Linked DNA regions of Sus scrofa: all the other regions are linked to region 1. A link is a contact called in public HiChIP or PLAC-seq and promoter capture Hi-C data. All regions are on one chromosome and are shown on one strand. Each heading gives the region's core, a stretch centred on a gene start, on an enhancer-like site or on the middle of the called end of the contact. The rest is flanking DNA. Distances are from core to core; before and after follow the strand shown. Region 1 holds the start of UBE2H (ubiquitin-conjugating enzyme E2 H). Region 2 holds the start of NRF1 (nuclear respiratory factor 1). Region 3 holds the start of SMKR1 (small lysine-rich protein 1). Region 4 holds the start of STRIP2 (striatin-interacting protein 2).

Region 1 (3,225 bases), core at 100-2,599:
CATCAGAATCATCTGGGGAGCTTGTTAAAGACTTAGACATCCAAGCCCCACCCTCGACCCTCTGAATCAGAATTCCCAGGGTGGGGCCTGGACATTTGTGAGCTTAACAAGCTCCCCAGGTGATTCAGAAGTACACCAAAGCTTGGGAATCACAAGAGTGGGAGATACTCAGGTGAAGGAGAGTGGGGAGCCAAGTTTGGCTCCAGGTTTGTGTGTGTGTGTGTATAGCTGTTACATAAGGGGACCCAACTCACAGCACATGGTTTGACAAAATTCAAATGTATTCATGGGAACAAGGGAATAGATAAAAATTTTGAAAACAGGTGGCAGTGAAAATGGGATATAAATACAAGAGCTGCCTAGAACACTTTTTCCTGCCTCCTTTGGCGGGTTGACTTCTGGGTTCCGCGTCACTTCTTTTGGAGAGCTTTGTAGAGCGGTGTATCTCAAACTTTACTACACAAAGGAATCACCTGGGGACCTTGTTAAATTGCGAATTCTAATTCAGTAGGTCTGTGGTGGAGCCCTAGCCTGCATTTCTAACAAGTTCCCAGGTGATGCTGACACTCTAAATCTAGACCGTATTGGGAGTGCCGTGTAAATTTAAAGTATTTCTTAGTTCACCATATCCTCATGTCCAGCAGGGTGATGACTACAATAGGTGCTCAATAAATACTTACTGAATGATGAAGTATATGGGGTTGATATAGGAGTTTGGAGGGCAGAACAATTTGCCTGAAGAAGAGCATGTTTGGGGTATTTCTGCTTCTATCAGTCATTCATTTTGTGAAATCACCTCATACTGAATAGAATAAGGATGTTAGTACTAAATTATTTCTGGCCTTGTGGCCTGGCCGCCTCAACTCTAATCCTTGAAAAGGTGACCCTATACACAGGAGCATAGCAAACTCTGATTTGCAAGCTCAGAGATGCCTTGCTCTAGTCTACAATCCATGCAAACAAATTCTCTCCCTCCAAGGAGGGAGCAGAGTGCAGGGAAATGCTTGTGTAGGAATTTCCAGATTTTGGTGACTGGGTTAATTGCCACCTTGGCTTCCTCAAATCAAATAAACAGAATTTTTAACAGTGTACGTGGGAAGGAGGGTCATTACCCTAAAATACATGGATGTAATAATAGTGCCATTATTTAACCATTATCGTTTATGATGATGATAACGACACTGGCAGTTGAGCGATTAAGTGTGTGGGGGAGTTGGGGGAGGGGGCGGAGAGCTGGGCGGTCAGGAGAAAGTGGAACTACATCTCCCAGAATCCCTCGAGAAAAGTTCACGCCGCGGCGGCGGCGGCACCCCACCCCTTTTGCCAGCCGGACCCGCCCCCTCCGATGACGTCACAGAGGTGACGTCACGGCGCCCAGAGCGAGGCTGGGGTAGAGAGGCCGACTGAGCAGGAATCGTCCGCTTGTCGTGGAGGCTGCTAGGGAGCCGGCGAGAGGGTGAGCGGGCGAGCAGGCAAGCAGGCGAGCGAGCTAGAGCAGGAAGGAGGGAGAGTCGCGCGGCACAGAGGCGCGCCGGGGCTGGGCCGAGGCGGAACCCACAGCCGGAGAGGGGCAGCCTGAGCCGGGCGCCGCGGGGTCCCCACCCCCACTCGGCCGGACAGTGCCCGGTGTTCCCCCGTGCGGGGGGCGGCGGCGGCGGCGGCGGCTGACGGGACCGGACAAGACCGCGGGGGTGTTGCCACCTCCACCGAGGAGCCGGCGCGACCGCGGGCTCCTCAGAGCCGGGGCCCAGGGCCCGTGACAGACGGGCCGAGGAAAGGAGAGAGGCGGCGGCGGCGCAGGCGACGGGGAGGCAGCGGCGACACCATGTCATCCCCTAGTCCGGGCAAGAGGCGGATGGACACAGACGTGGTCAAGCTGTATCCTTCGAGGAGGGGGGATTCGGGCTGTATGTGGGGGGCAGTATGGGGATGCCCACGGCACCCCCTTGAAACCTAAACAGGGGCCCAGGGGCACTCCAGGCCACTGTCCGAGGCTCCTTCTTTCGTCTCCCTCCCCCCAGTGCCTACGGAGGCTCCTTGGCACCTCCCAGGAGCTGAGAGCCTTCTCGGCTCCCCCTTTATCTGCAGCACCCCGAAATGTGCGTTGTTCCACGCTCTTTCTGCACCCCCAGTGCCCGTGACTTTTCTCCACGACGTTTGGACTCCCAAAACGGCTTTTTTTTTTTTTTCTTTCTTTTCTTTTTTTTTTTTTTTTGCAGGACCAGCCACCTCTCTCCACTACAGAGCCCACGTTCTTTTTCCTCTCTGCTCGCTCTGGATTTAGGGACTCGATATAGAAATTCCCGAGAGTGAAGCCTTTCTCCTGTTCTTGAGATGCCTCCATTCCCTCCACTCACAATGCTTCTTGAACTGGGGTAACTCAAGTGACCTCCTTTATCCCTAATTCCTTTCTATATTAGGAAGAGAGTATTCTACTCAGTGCCCCCTCTTGTAATAAAGAGCTCTGAGTGTTTTCAATCCGAGACCCCTGTTAAGCTTCCTTGTCCCTGGAAGAACCCCACCGACAATGCCTATCCCACCCATAGTTGTATTTGGTGAGGACCCCCAGGCCCTCCAGCCAGCCACCCTCCATATTGTGGCTATGACAGCTGTGGGGAGGGAGAGAGAAAGAGGATCTCCCTGACTAAATAGCCCCTGTGCTAGCCATTTAAGCAAACTCCCTGTTTGAGAATAAGGTTCTTGGGGAATAATTATCCTGATCTTGCCAAATGACACCCTTTATTTTCCGACCCCCCCCCCAACTTTGTGTACTCTGAAGGTAGCAGTGGGACAGCTCTAACTGATAAGAGTCCTTCAGGCAGTGGTTTTGGTTGGAGTCCAGACTGATTATTTCATGACCAGCTAGAGAAATTCGCGAAGGTTCTTGGGACAAATCGAGACATTTTTTTGAGGGGTAATTTAGAGGGTGGGGGGAGAGAGGAAATGAGCCCAGTGTTGTGAACAGCTAATCCCTGGGGAGAGGGGAATCCGGGTGGGGAGTGGTAGTGTGAGAAACGCAGTTGAAAAGTCTGTCTCTCCTGCTTCTTGTTTCTCCCTCACCCCATCCCCCCACCATTTCCCCCTGTTGCAGGGTTTTGTTTATATAACTCAAGTTGTTTGGCTAGATTCTTCAGGTGAATTCCTTCTTTCTTCCTTTTATTGTTACTGTTTTTGATTGGACGTTTTGCCTCATTGCAGAGATCAATGATTATTGTTAAGTATTCT
Region 2 (3,425 bases), core at 33-2,532, 320 kb after region 1:
ATGCTTAAGAAAGGAGACCAGGCAACAGCTCCTCCAAATGGCTTGGCCAGATATCATTTGAAGCCCTAAAAAAAATTAAGATTTTTAAACAACCTCAAGTTTTGATGGGCACAGTCAGATGCACTGTGGAAACTTTGTGACCAGAAGCAACGACACAACAGGTGAGAGAGGCGGTGGACATCATTGCCCAGTTAAGCGGGTAACATGCAAGGGCAAACCCTTGAGTTCCCCTGAAAGACTGGGGATGTGGGATAATACCCATGCACAAGGACTTCTAGAGCCCCTGCCTTTCCAGTGGCAAAGGTCCGGTACCTTTCCGGGGTCGCGCCACTCCCCCTTGTCCCTCACCCAGGGGACCACCACCCTAAGCCTAAAAAGAACAGAGGCCCCTCCACCGGCAGCATCTCAGCTGGAGAAGAAAACACAATGTCGCTCCTTATTTCTGCGTACAAAAGGATTTTGCGCCCTCCTTCTGGAACAGCCGCCGCTGCCGCCTCCTAACTTGCAAGAAGGTGGGCAACGCGCCATATTCCAGCGTCCCCCAGTCTACCTGGGTAACGAGCCCACGCCACCCCGGAGGGAGAAGCTTCGGAGGTCGCCCAAAGAGCCAACCTCCTCTCCCGCAGGAGACAGCGACTCCCGCGCCCCGGCCCAACCCGCCGCGCCGCCCGCGGACCAGACCCGAGAAGGGCAGAAGAGGCGAGCTGGGAGCTGCGGCTCCGGTCCCGCGCAGCCCGCCCACCTCCCGCTCCCAGGCCGGCGCGCTCCCGGGCCTCTCGCTCCCGAACCCGCGGGAAGGCCGAGCCCGGGCCCCAGGTTCCACGGCGGACAGGAGGCCGCGGCCCCGAGAGCCTCAGGCGGCGGGGGAGGCCGGAACCCTGGGGCTCTCGGGAGGGCAGCGCCTCCCTCCCGAGCCCGCCAGGACGCCTGGGGCCTAGTGCGGCCTGCGCATCCTCGGGGTGGCGGTTTGACTGGGCCGGGCCGGGGCCCCCCGCCCGAGGCGGGCCGAATCCGGCGGGGGCCCAGGCCTGGAGCCGGGGGCGGCAGGGTGCCGGCTGCGGGGCGGGCCGGCCGGCCGGCGGGCGGGCGGCGTGTTGCGGCTGCGCCGGGGCTGAAATAGCTGGAGATTGCGCGGTAGGGCACTCACCTCAGAGCGGCTGCGCTACCGTGGGCCTGCGCCGTGGAGACTGCGACCGCGCCGGCTCCTCGCAGCCTCCTGCCACCAGCGGCAATGGCGAGCGCTGCCGCCTAAGCCGCCGCCGCCGCCGCCGCCGCCGCCGAGGAGGGGAGGGGAGGGAGAGGAGGCACGCACGCGACGCACGGGCTAGGCTTCCCCGCCCGGCAGCCGCCATGATGGGGAGGTCGGCGCTGCCTTGGCGGGGCTTCCCGGAGGGGTTCGGGCTCCGGCCCCCGTCGCCCCCTGTGGCCTCCGCCTGTTCACTTTGCCCTTCCGAGGCTTGGATGGGGTTGGAATCACGGAAGGGGCTGCGTTATTCTTCTGTGGACGCCCCGGAGAAATAACGCGGGCGGCCCAAGATGGTTGCTAATCTGGAAATAGTCACATTTCTCGCCCCCCCACCCCCGGGAATTAGGACCTCCAGAGGGTTCCTAGACAACCGGAGAGGGGGCTTCCCCGCCTTTTTGTCGGCGCTGCCTTGCCATTCGCATCCTCACCCTCTCTTTGGAATGACCTTTGCCTCCCTCTTTCAAACCCTGCCTAGGTATTTAAAAGCAAAAGTTTTTGTGCAAAGCAATACATTGTTTTCGCTCATTCATTCGGCCGGTGAATATTTCCAGAGGGCCCTTTCTGTGCCGCATATTGTTCTGGGCGCGCTGGAGGTACGCCTCTTAGGAAGACGAACTCAGAGCTTATATGATAAGTGGAGGAAGCCAGAGGCAATAGGAACCCCCATGCCTGAGAAGTAGGGAGGGGTGTAGAGTAGTAGAAAAACTAATGTTAGAGACTCGGGAGAGGTAGTTTTTGTTAGTTTTTTTTTTTTAATTACTCAATGAATTTTATTACATTTATAGTTGTACAATGATCATCACAACATTGTTTTTTAAATTGTGCGGAGATCACCTGCATCAGAGTCACTCAGGCTGATTTAAATATTGGGCTCCAAAGGGTGTCTCCAAAATCCTGGTTTCTTAGCCCAGGAACCCACATTTTTAACACTCCCCCTCTCACCCCACCCCATCCCCAAATACACAGTATTCTCCCGGTGATTGCCATGCATACCATAATTTAAGAACCGGTGCTTTAGGGAATTACGAAATATCTCAAAGGATGTCAAAAAACAGTTTAACAAGACCAGGACACCTTAGTTTTCAACAATATTCCATTTACCTCAAAAGTCAACATAACTAAAAACACGTCTTTTTATGCAGTGTTTCTAAGAAAGTGACTGAGTATCCCCACTTACCACCTAAGTGCTCAAGCCAGCAACCTACAAATGATCCATCACTCCTTCCTCTCTCAAGTGCCTTATCTGGTTAGATTTTTTTTTTTTTTTTTTTTTTTTTTTTTGTCTTTTTGTCTTTTTGCCTTTTCTAGGGCTGCTCCCGCAGCATATGGAGGTTCCCAGGCTAGGGGTCTAATTGGAGCTGTGGCCACTGGCCTACACCACAGCCACAGCAATGTGGGATCCGAGCCACGTCTGCAACCTACACCACAGCTCACAGCAATGCTGGATCCTTAACCCACTGAGCAAGGCCAGGGACCAAACCGGCAACCTCATGGTTCCTAGTCGGATTCGTTGACCACTGAGCCATGACAGGAACTCCTGGTTAGATCTTTTAAAATAGGTGTTCCCTGTCATTTTTACTGTGGTCCAGGTAACTGTCATCTCTCATCAGGAAGCTGCAATAGACCCTTCATGGTCTCCCTGTCACAGGATTTGCCCTCTGCAATCCATTCACCCTCCAGCTTGAATGATCTTTCAAAAAAAGTAAACCATGTCATTTCTCTCCTTAACAGCCTTAATAACATTTGGTTATGCATAAGTTAGTCTAAAATACTTTGAGGTGCCTTCAGGGCCCTTCCTAATCTCACCCCCTGCTGCCATCTCTACCCTCAACTGTCATAGACTTCTCCCTCAGGCTACAGTTGAACTGGGAAGCTGGCGGGTCACATAAGACAGGAAGTTCTCCCAGCTAATAACTCGTGTAAGGGCTGCTCTCTGCACAGAACTTCTCTCTCTACTCCTTCCATTCATCTGCTTAAACCTGCACATGAATAAATCCTAACTACTCCTTAAGGTCCCTTCGAGGAAACATTCCCTCATTTCCCCCTTCCATCATCACACCCACTACTTACCACCTATGTTTATTGAGCCCTCACAATGTGTCAGGCCCTATTTTAAGTCCTTTACACACATTATCTCTTTTATTTAATTCTCAAGTGGAGTTGATGAAATGGGTACTGC
Region 3 (3,602 bases), core at 738-3,237, 380 kb after region 1:
GCTTTCCATGGCCAAACAGGCAAAGCACCATAAGTGAGGTGCAGAGGGCTATGGGCACTTAGGGAGCAACAGGGGAACAGAAGTTGCATCAAAGATGGGTCAGTCTTTAAGCAGATGGATACCTCGAGATGAGACAGGGGCAGAAGGCTTCCAGAAGAATGTGGGATGTAGTTTTGGTTTTGGTTGCGTTTGTTTGTTTTTTAAACAGAGATGATAATATGGCAGATAAAGCTCCAAGAGGTTGAGGCCCTTTTACCAGAGGCTCCCAGAACTATGCTCAAGCAGAGCAGGGTCTAGTTCCACAAGGCCCTAAGGTGGGCGCGCTACAAGGTCACAGCCATTCTGGGATAACAGAATTGGCAGAGAAGGAGGACGAAAGAGATGGACAGGCCTTGGCTAGCGATAGCAGGCTACTGCCAGAATCCAGGCAAGTGGTAGTAAGGAGGCCATGACCAACAGTGGCAGTGAGAGAGGCAGGTCGCAAGGACTGGGGCACAGGAATGCTTTCGCATTTGCCGCCAGCAGAATGAATGAGCTGGATTTGAACACAGTTTGAAAAGGCTCTCTGGTAAAAAGATCCAGAGGGAATTTGGAAACGGAGGTTTGGCGTTTCAGTGTGGTTTGGTTTAAGATGGGGGTCTGTGAGCCAACGACTTAGAGCTTAGACAGAAGTAAGAATGTTGCAGGCTTTCCTGGACATAAAGTGCAAGAACTCCCTGCACAAAAGCTCTCCTCCAAAGCCCTTCCTCAAACTGGGGTTGGAAAGGATAATCATTGTCTAGAGCGGGCACTCCCCGCAGCACCAGGGCTCATTGTCTATTTCCTTAATCCACAGAGAAGAATCCCACAAGTGACAGAAGGCTGGCGGCAGCAGAAGCTAAGTTCCTGGCCAGCTGCTGTTGGCGTTAACTGGTGTTCCGGCATTTTCTGGGTGTGAAAGTTGCTCAAGAGAACCGAGGGACTTCAACCAACCAACTCACAAAAAAACCTTTCAGCCTGATTCAGCGGTTGCTGAGCTCTTCCGCGGCGGGCGCAGACCACCCAGGAAAACCCTCTCCCCCTCATTTTTATCCAAAGTGTTCATTTCACGGGTTGGGCACCACTCAACACAAGGAGATGAAGGCGCTGATCTCGTGGCACGGGCAACAAGTCTTAGTAAAGCGTGCCTCTACCAGACAGACGGTATTAAACTAATTTAACAAGAGCCTCAGAACCTCTGATGCTTAAATAAGACGTGTATTAATTACCATGGTAATGCTTTCTCAGTTGAGCAGGTGAGTGTGGCATGGGTTCCCAATCCTGAAATAGAGAGAGAGACCCCAGTTCTCCGCAAGGCCTGGGGGCTGTGCCCCCGCGCCCATTCCTGCCGCTCACCGGGCTGCCACCACCGCGCTCTCCAGCGAACCGCCGTGGGCCCGGGGCTTCGCCACGTTTCTCGAGTCCGCTCTCACCCTTCCGCCCGAGGAGGTCTAGGCGCTCGCGGGAGCCCAACGCGGTGAGGGGGCAGCCAGCCACCCAGCGGCCGCCACGCGGGGCTGGGACCCCCGCCACAGAGAGGCAGCGGGCTGCGCGACTCAGTGCTTCGTCGCCTCGGGGCCTGGGGCTCCCGGCGGGCGGTCGCGGGAGGGCGGGCTCACAAGCTCTGGGCGGTGCGCGCCGCGGGGGCGGGGCCGCGCGGTGTTTACGTGTTGCCAGGACACCGGGGCCTGGCTCCCAGCCTGCCCCGCGAGCCTGCGCCCGCCTTCCTGAGAGCGGGCTCAGTTCCCTTCTGGTCGCGCCGCGCTGGCTGGGTCATTTCACCTCGCGCGACGGCGACCCAGGCTGCTAGTGCCCAGAACCCCGCTGGCTTTGGGCGAACAAGTGGGCGAAGGCGAGGTCCGGATGGTGCCCCGGGTGAATGAGGCTGGCCTTAGAATAGGAGGATTCGGCTCAGAGTATGAGCTCGGCCCCTCACTGGCTGGCCTTGGAAAAGTTACGGAAGACTCCATGACCTTTTTGGAAAAGGAGATAAAACCTCTGAGAGTCGAAGTGAAAATAACATGGGGAAATGTTTGTAAAAGAGCCTGTAAAAAAAAAAAAATAAATAAATAAATAAAAATAAAAATAAAAGGAGTTCCCATCGTGGCGCAGTGGTTAACGAATCCGACTAGGAACCATGAGGTTGCGGGTTCGGTCCCTGCCCTTGCTCAGTGGGTTAACGATTCGGCGTTGCCGTGAGCTGTGGTGCAGGTTGCAGACGCGGCTCGGATCCCGCGTTGCTGTGGCTCTGGTGTAGGCTGGTGGCTACGGCTCTGAATAGACCCCTAGCCTGGGAATCTCCATATGCCGCAGGAGCGGCCCAAGAAATAGCAAAAAGACAAATAAATAAATAAATGAGCCTGTAATGATACAAACATTCGTAAAAAGGGCCTGAAAAACAAAACCTAGAGTGAGATTAGGCAAGAAAGGACATGGTAGATGCAATTCTGCTTCCAACCCTGAGTTCATCCTGACTCAAGAATGAAGAAGAATACAGTTTGGGAGCAAGGACTCTCATTCGTTTTTACGACTTTTTTTTTTTTTTTGTCTTTTTGCCTTTTCTAGGGTCGCTCCTGCGGCATATAGAGGTTCCCAGGCTAGGGGTCCAATCGGAGCTGTAGCCGCTGGACTATGCCAGAGCCACAGCAATGCCAGATCCGAGCCGCGTCTGTGACCTACACCACAGCTCATGGCAATGCCAGATCCTTAACCCACTGAGCAAGGCCAGGGATTGAACCTGCAACCTCATGGTTCCTATTCAGATTCGTTAACCACTGGGCCACGACGGGAACTCCTGGCTCTTCCCTTTTTATTCAAGTTATTAGGCATCTATCTTGTGTCTGTTAGTTCTAGGCCCTGGAAATTCAGCAAAGTTCTTTTTTGGGGGGAGAGGGTTGTAGAATGGGGGACATGGTGTACATTTAAAATGATAGATGTTAACAGGATGTAATACATTGGATGTATTAAATTGATGTGAGGGCTGCTGGCTTATTTTTTTATTTATTAGAACCACACTTGCGGCAAAGTCCCCTGCCCTCTTCCTGTGCTCTCTCCTCTGTTGGCCCCTCTCTTAATCCCTGGGTGGGGGTGGCTCACACTCCCTGTATACACCTCTTTGGATCTTCACAATTCTCTCAGGTTAACCCCTATTAGGCTCACTCCCAAACCTGTTCCAGCCCTGCTTTTCCTGAGTTTCAAATTGGAGGTTCAGAACCTTACTGCTGTGTTTTAAAATTGAGCTGTCCTGGAGTTCCCTGATGGCTCATCAGGTTAAGGATCCAGCATTGTCACTGCTGTGGCTTGGGCTGCTGCTGTGGTGTGGTTTTGATCCCTGGCCCTAATTTAGCTGTCTTAAAAGTAGATCTGTGCCTGGGGGTGACATGGAGTGTGTGTATGTATGAGATTGACTCCGCAAAGGCTTAAGAGAATAATTTGGGAGTGATAAAAATGTTCTCTGCATCCTGCTGTGGTGGTGGTAACACCAGTGCAGGACTGGCTACATAATTTGCATGGCTCAGTGCAAAATGAAAACATGGGGAAACAGGGGAAAATGCCACCAAAGGTATTAAATTATGAAACTTTTC
Region 4 (3,275 bases), core at 204-2,703, 440 kb after region 1:
TGGGATGATTTCTACTTGTCTGTATCAAAATGGAGAGCATACATGAAATCCCTTTGGAACTGAAATACCTTTCAAATGGTAAACCACAGACTGGGATGCCTAAGACCTGGCTTCTAGTCCCAGCTCTGTCCCTTGATGATGAAACTACAGAACCAAGAGCTACTATGTACTAACCAACTACATACACTGTGCCCGCACTGACTAAAATATTTCACATTTAATTATCTCTTTTTGAGTTTATCATAACTTTCTGAGGTAGATAACGTTAACCTCATTGCAGAGATGAAGAAACTGGAGCACAGAGAGGTTTGTAACTTGGCCAAAAGTCACACAGACAATAAATGACAGGGCTGGGATTCAAAACCTCAAAACCTGGTCTGACTGAACCCAAAGCCTGATAATCCTGGCCACTATGCCAGATGTATGATCTTCGACAAGTTACTTCTGTCTCTCACTTCTGGAAAAGAAAGGGCTAACCCAGATGATGTCTACAGATCTTTTTGTGGTCTATTCTCCTGATCCCATGCTCAGATCTAATTCTACTCTTGCCTAGTTGATGGAAACTGGCTGGATGAGGGGGTGGAGGGAGTGATGCTAAATCCTCCTAATTAGGATTTCTTTTAAGAAGAGGGACTATTCACATTCTTATCTGTGGGTTTGTATCCTGGCTGGTCCTCCACTCGCTCCAGCACTCCCCACCTGACTCGTGTATCCTGAACCCCTATGGGGAGGGGTCCTGAAGTTGGTGAAAAGCCAGTCCAAGGTGGGGGGTGGAGGGAAGGGGAAGGATCAGCTCGGGGAACCTAGGGGTGGGAGGGCGGCTGCCCGCACGCTGGTCCCTCTTCACTGCTGCGGAGAGCTCGGGCCTCGCACCGCTCCGGCCAGTCACTTCACCTTTCCGCGCCCGTTCCCTCCTCCGAAAATCGCGATACGAATTGCCGCTTCAGGGGGCTGCAGCGATTAAGTAGGTAAATATTTGAAAGTATCTGGGACGCTGGAGATCGCGCTATGTCTTCGGGCCCCCAGAGGGGAGGCCAGAGGGCTAGAAAGCCCCAGACCCGCGTAGGAGGCGGGCGGAGAGGGGTCAGGACTGCAGAGACCGGAGTCCAGGCGGCGGAGGACTCGGCAGGGGCCCCCTGGGAGGGGCAGCGGGGGGGCGCGCAGGGGAGGAGGCCGGGGCCGAAGCACCTCAGCCGCCGCTTCCCGCACCGGCAGTCTCCCGGCCCCAACCGAAGCTCTCCGGGCTCTCACCTCTGACTCCCGCCGCTGGCTTCTGAACGCCTCCCGGCCCTTAGGCGCCACCGGCTTCCCTTTGCCGCTGCCGTTGCCAACGCCGTTGCCGTTGGCCGGCGGGCTCCCGGCCCCGGGCGCCGCAGGGTCCTCCATGCAGCTCTTGTCAGCGGCTCCCCTCAGCCGCTGGCCGCTCTCTGCCCGGGGCGACCCCGCAGCCGCCGCGCGCCGGGAGCCAGGTCCCGCCCCCTCCACAGCTATTGGTTGAGGCCCCTCTTCGCAGCCCCGCCCCTCAGTTTGATTGGCTGTTACACCGCTCCGTGCGCGACTTGGAGGAGGTGGGGGCTCATTCAAGGGATTTGTTCCCCCCCTTTTTGCCCAGTCCTGCAGCATTGCTGGTGTGGGAGTTTGACACTCCTGGGTCGGCTCTCGGCTCCACCTCCACCTTCCGGGCCTTGAGCCTTAGCTGGTTAACTCCGTTCTCACTCGGTGTTCCTCAGCACTCACCCGCTCCTAAATAGCGACCTTTTCGAGGAGCTCTAGTCTCCGCCTCCAGCTTCACTGCAGTCTCGGTTTCCCCAGCCGCAGACCTCTGCCCCGAAATCCCGGCTCCGGAATACGTCCCAAATCCCGCTTCAATCGAAGGGAAGGGATGGCACCTCCGGGTGGCCAAACACTGCAAGAAACTAGGGACTCTCCCTCTTAGGAAGCTGAGATATCTGAGGAGAACTCATCCCACTCTCCAGTTAGAAGAGAGGGCATGGCTGGAAGACTTGGAGTTGAGGGATGCAGTGGGACGTTTTTTTTTTCACTGAAATTGCTGGTTCCCATCTGGGCTACTCCTGGCCAAACTGCTTTCTCTGCTCTGAACGAGGATACCTTTCTCATGGAGTGAGCTAGGGAGTAAATGTTGATTGGAGAGCAAGCCCCCCCGCCCCTTTCTCCTCAGTCCTTTCCTTCATTCTAAGATCCCTGCTAGGGGCTCAGTATTTCCTGTGGCAAATGAGGCTGTGTGGTTTGCCAACTCTGATATTTACATGAAAAGCAGTTTACAGGAATTCCCTGGTGGCCTAGCGGTTAAAGATCCAACATTGACACTCTTGTGGCCAGGTCCGATCCCTGGCGGGGGAACTTCCACATGCCGCTGGCACAGCCAAAAAAAAAAAAAAAAAGCAACTTATAGTAAACATGGTAAATATGTAGGCAGTCTGTGATCGTAATAAAAGCTCCAAACAAGCAGCCAGATGGGAATGGGTGGAATTGGGGAGACTGTTGAACTGCCACACTGTGCACTGGACACTTTCCAGATATATCATATCTGATAGGTTGTCTTCACTGATCCAATATTACTGATAAGGAAACCAGGACTCTCAGAGATTAATTACTCCTCGCAGTTCCCAAGGATACTATCTGGTGTCAGTGTATTTTTTAGTGGAGGAAACTCTGCTCTGAGTTAACTTCTATTCTTCCCTAAAGATTCTATTTAGTCCATTTAGTCATCATCTCCTCCTCCAGAAAGACTTTCTTTCTTTCTTTTTTCTTTTTAAGGCGGCACCAGGCTAGGTGTCGAATTGGAACTGCAGCTGCCAGCCTACGCCACAGGCACAGAATGCCTGATCCTTAACCCACTGAACTGAACAAGGCCAGGGATCAAAACTGCATCCTCATGTATACTAGCTGTGTTCATTTCTACTGGACCACATCGGAAACTCCCCAGAAAGCTTTTCTTTTGTCCCACCTCAACCCACTCAGGCTGTGCTGGTGTCAGCCAAGTCTGCCTGGATCCACAATCTTTATATTTTCTGCTACATCCTGAAAGTAAAGGGCCCCCAAAGCCCTTCTTGTATTATATCTCTCCCTCACACTTTCCTCTCTAATTTAGAGGTGACAGATCAATGCAGAGGGGAGCACTCCTTAGAGGTTTCTGAGTTTCCTTCTCTGCCTGGTCTCTAACATCTTATTTTACCCACCCACATTTTCCCATTCCTCTCTCATTCCAACCACCCACCTACCTGGATATAAACTCTTTGAGAGTAGCTTTTATT

The links. Promoter capture Hi-C pulls out the DNA fragments that hold promoters and counts their contacts. HiChIP or PLAC-seq counts read pairs in DNA pulled down with a chosen protein or histone mark.
Region 2: a contact with region 1 is called in a promoter capture Hi-C map of fetal liver, with 2.9 times the contacts expected there. The contact joins the promoter of NRF1 here to the promoter of UBE2H in region 1. A contact is called at or near these places in 1 of 5 promoter capture datasets (fetal liver), 1 of 47 Hi-C or Micro-C datasets (embryonic fibroblasts) and 2 of 2 datasets of contacts at active chromatin or transcription factors (alveolar macrophages and skeletal muscle).
Region 3: an H3K27ac HiChIP or PLAC-seq map of alveolar macrophages shows a contact between it and region 1. The contact joins the promoter of SMKR1 here to the promoter of UBE2H in region 1. A contact is called at or near these places in 1 of 5 promoter capture datasets (fetal liver) and 1 of 2 datasets of contacts at active chromatin or transcription factors (alveolar macrophages).
Region 4: a contact with region 1 is called in an H3K27ac HiChIP or PLAC-seq map of alveolar macrophages. The contact joins the promoter of STRIP2 here to the promoter of UBE2H in region 1. A contact is called at or near these places in 1 of 5 promoter capture datasets (fetal liver) and 1 of 2 datasets of contacts at active chromatin or transcription factors (alveolar macrophages).

What each region holds. Positions count from the first base shown.
Region 1 is chr18:18,818,263-18,821,487 of Sscrofa11.1, forward strand. UBE2H (ubiquitin-conjugating enzyme E2 H) reads left to right here and starts at 1,350. Exons shown (of 5, transcript XM_021078796.1): 1 at 1,350-1,878. The coding sequence starts at 1,826.
Region 2 is chr18:19,141,396-19,144,820 of Sscrofa11.1, forward strand. It overlaps NRF1 (nuclear respiratory factor 1), which reads right to left and starts at 1,283. Exons shown (of 11, transcript XM_021078993.1): 1 at 1,148-1,283.
Region 3 is chr18:19,198,043-19,201,644 of Sscrofa11.1, forward strand. SMKR1 (small lysine-rich protein 1) reads right to left here and starts at 1,988. Exons shown (of 3, transcript XM_003484024.3): 1 at 1,801-1,988; 2 at 1,375-1,741. The coding sequence starts at 1,988.
Region 4 is chr18:19,254,218-19,257,492 of Sscrofa11.1, forward strand. STRIP2 (striatin-interacting protein 2) reads right to left here and starts at 1,454. Exons shown (of 21, transcript XM_003134694.6): 1 at 1,252-1,454. The coding sequence starts at 1,386.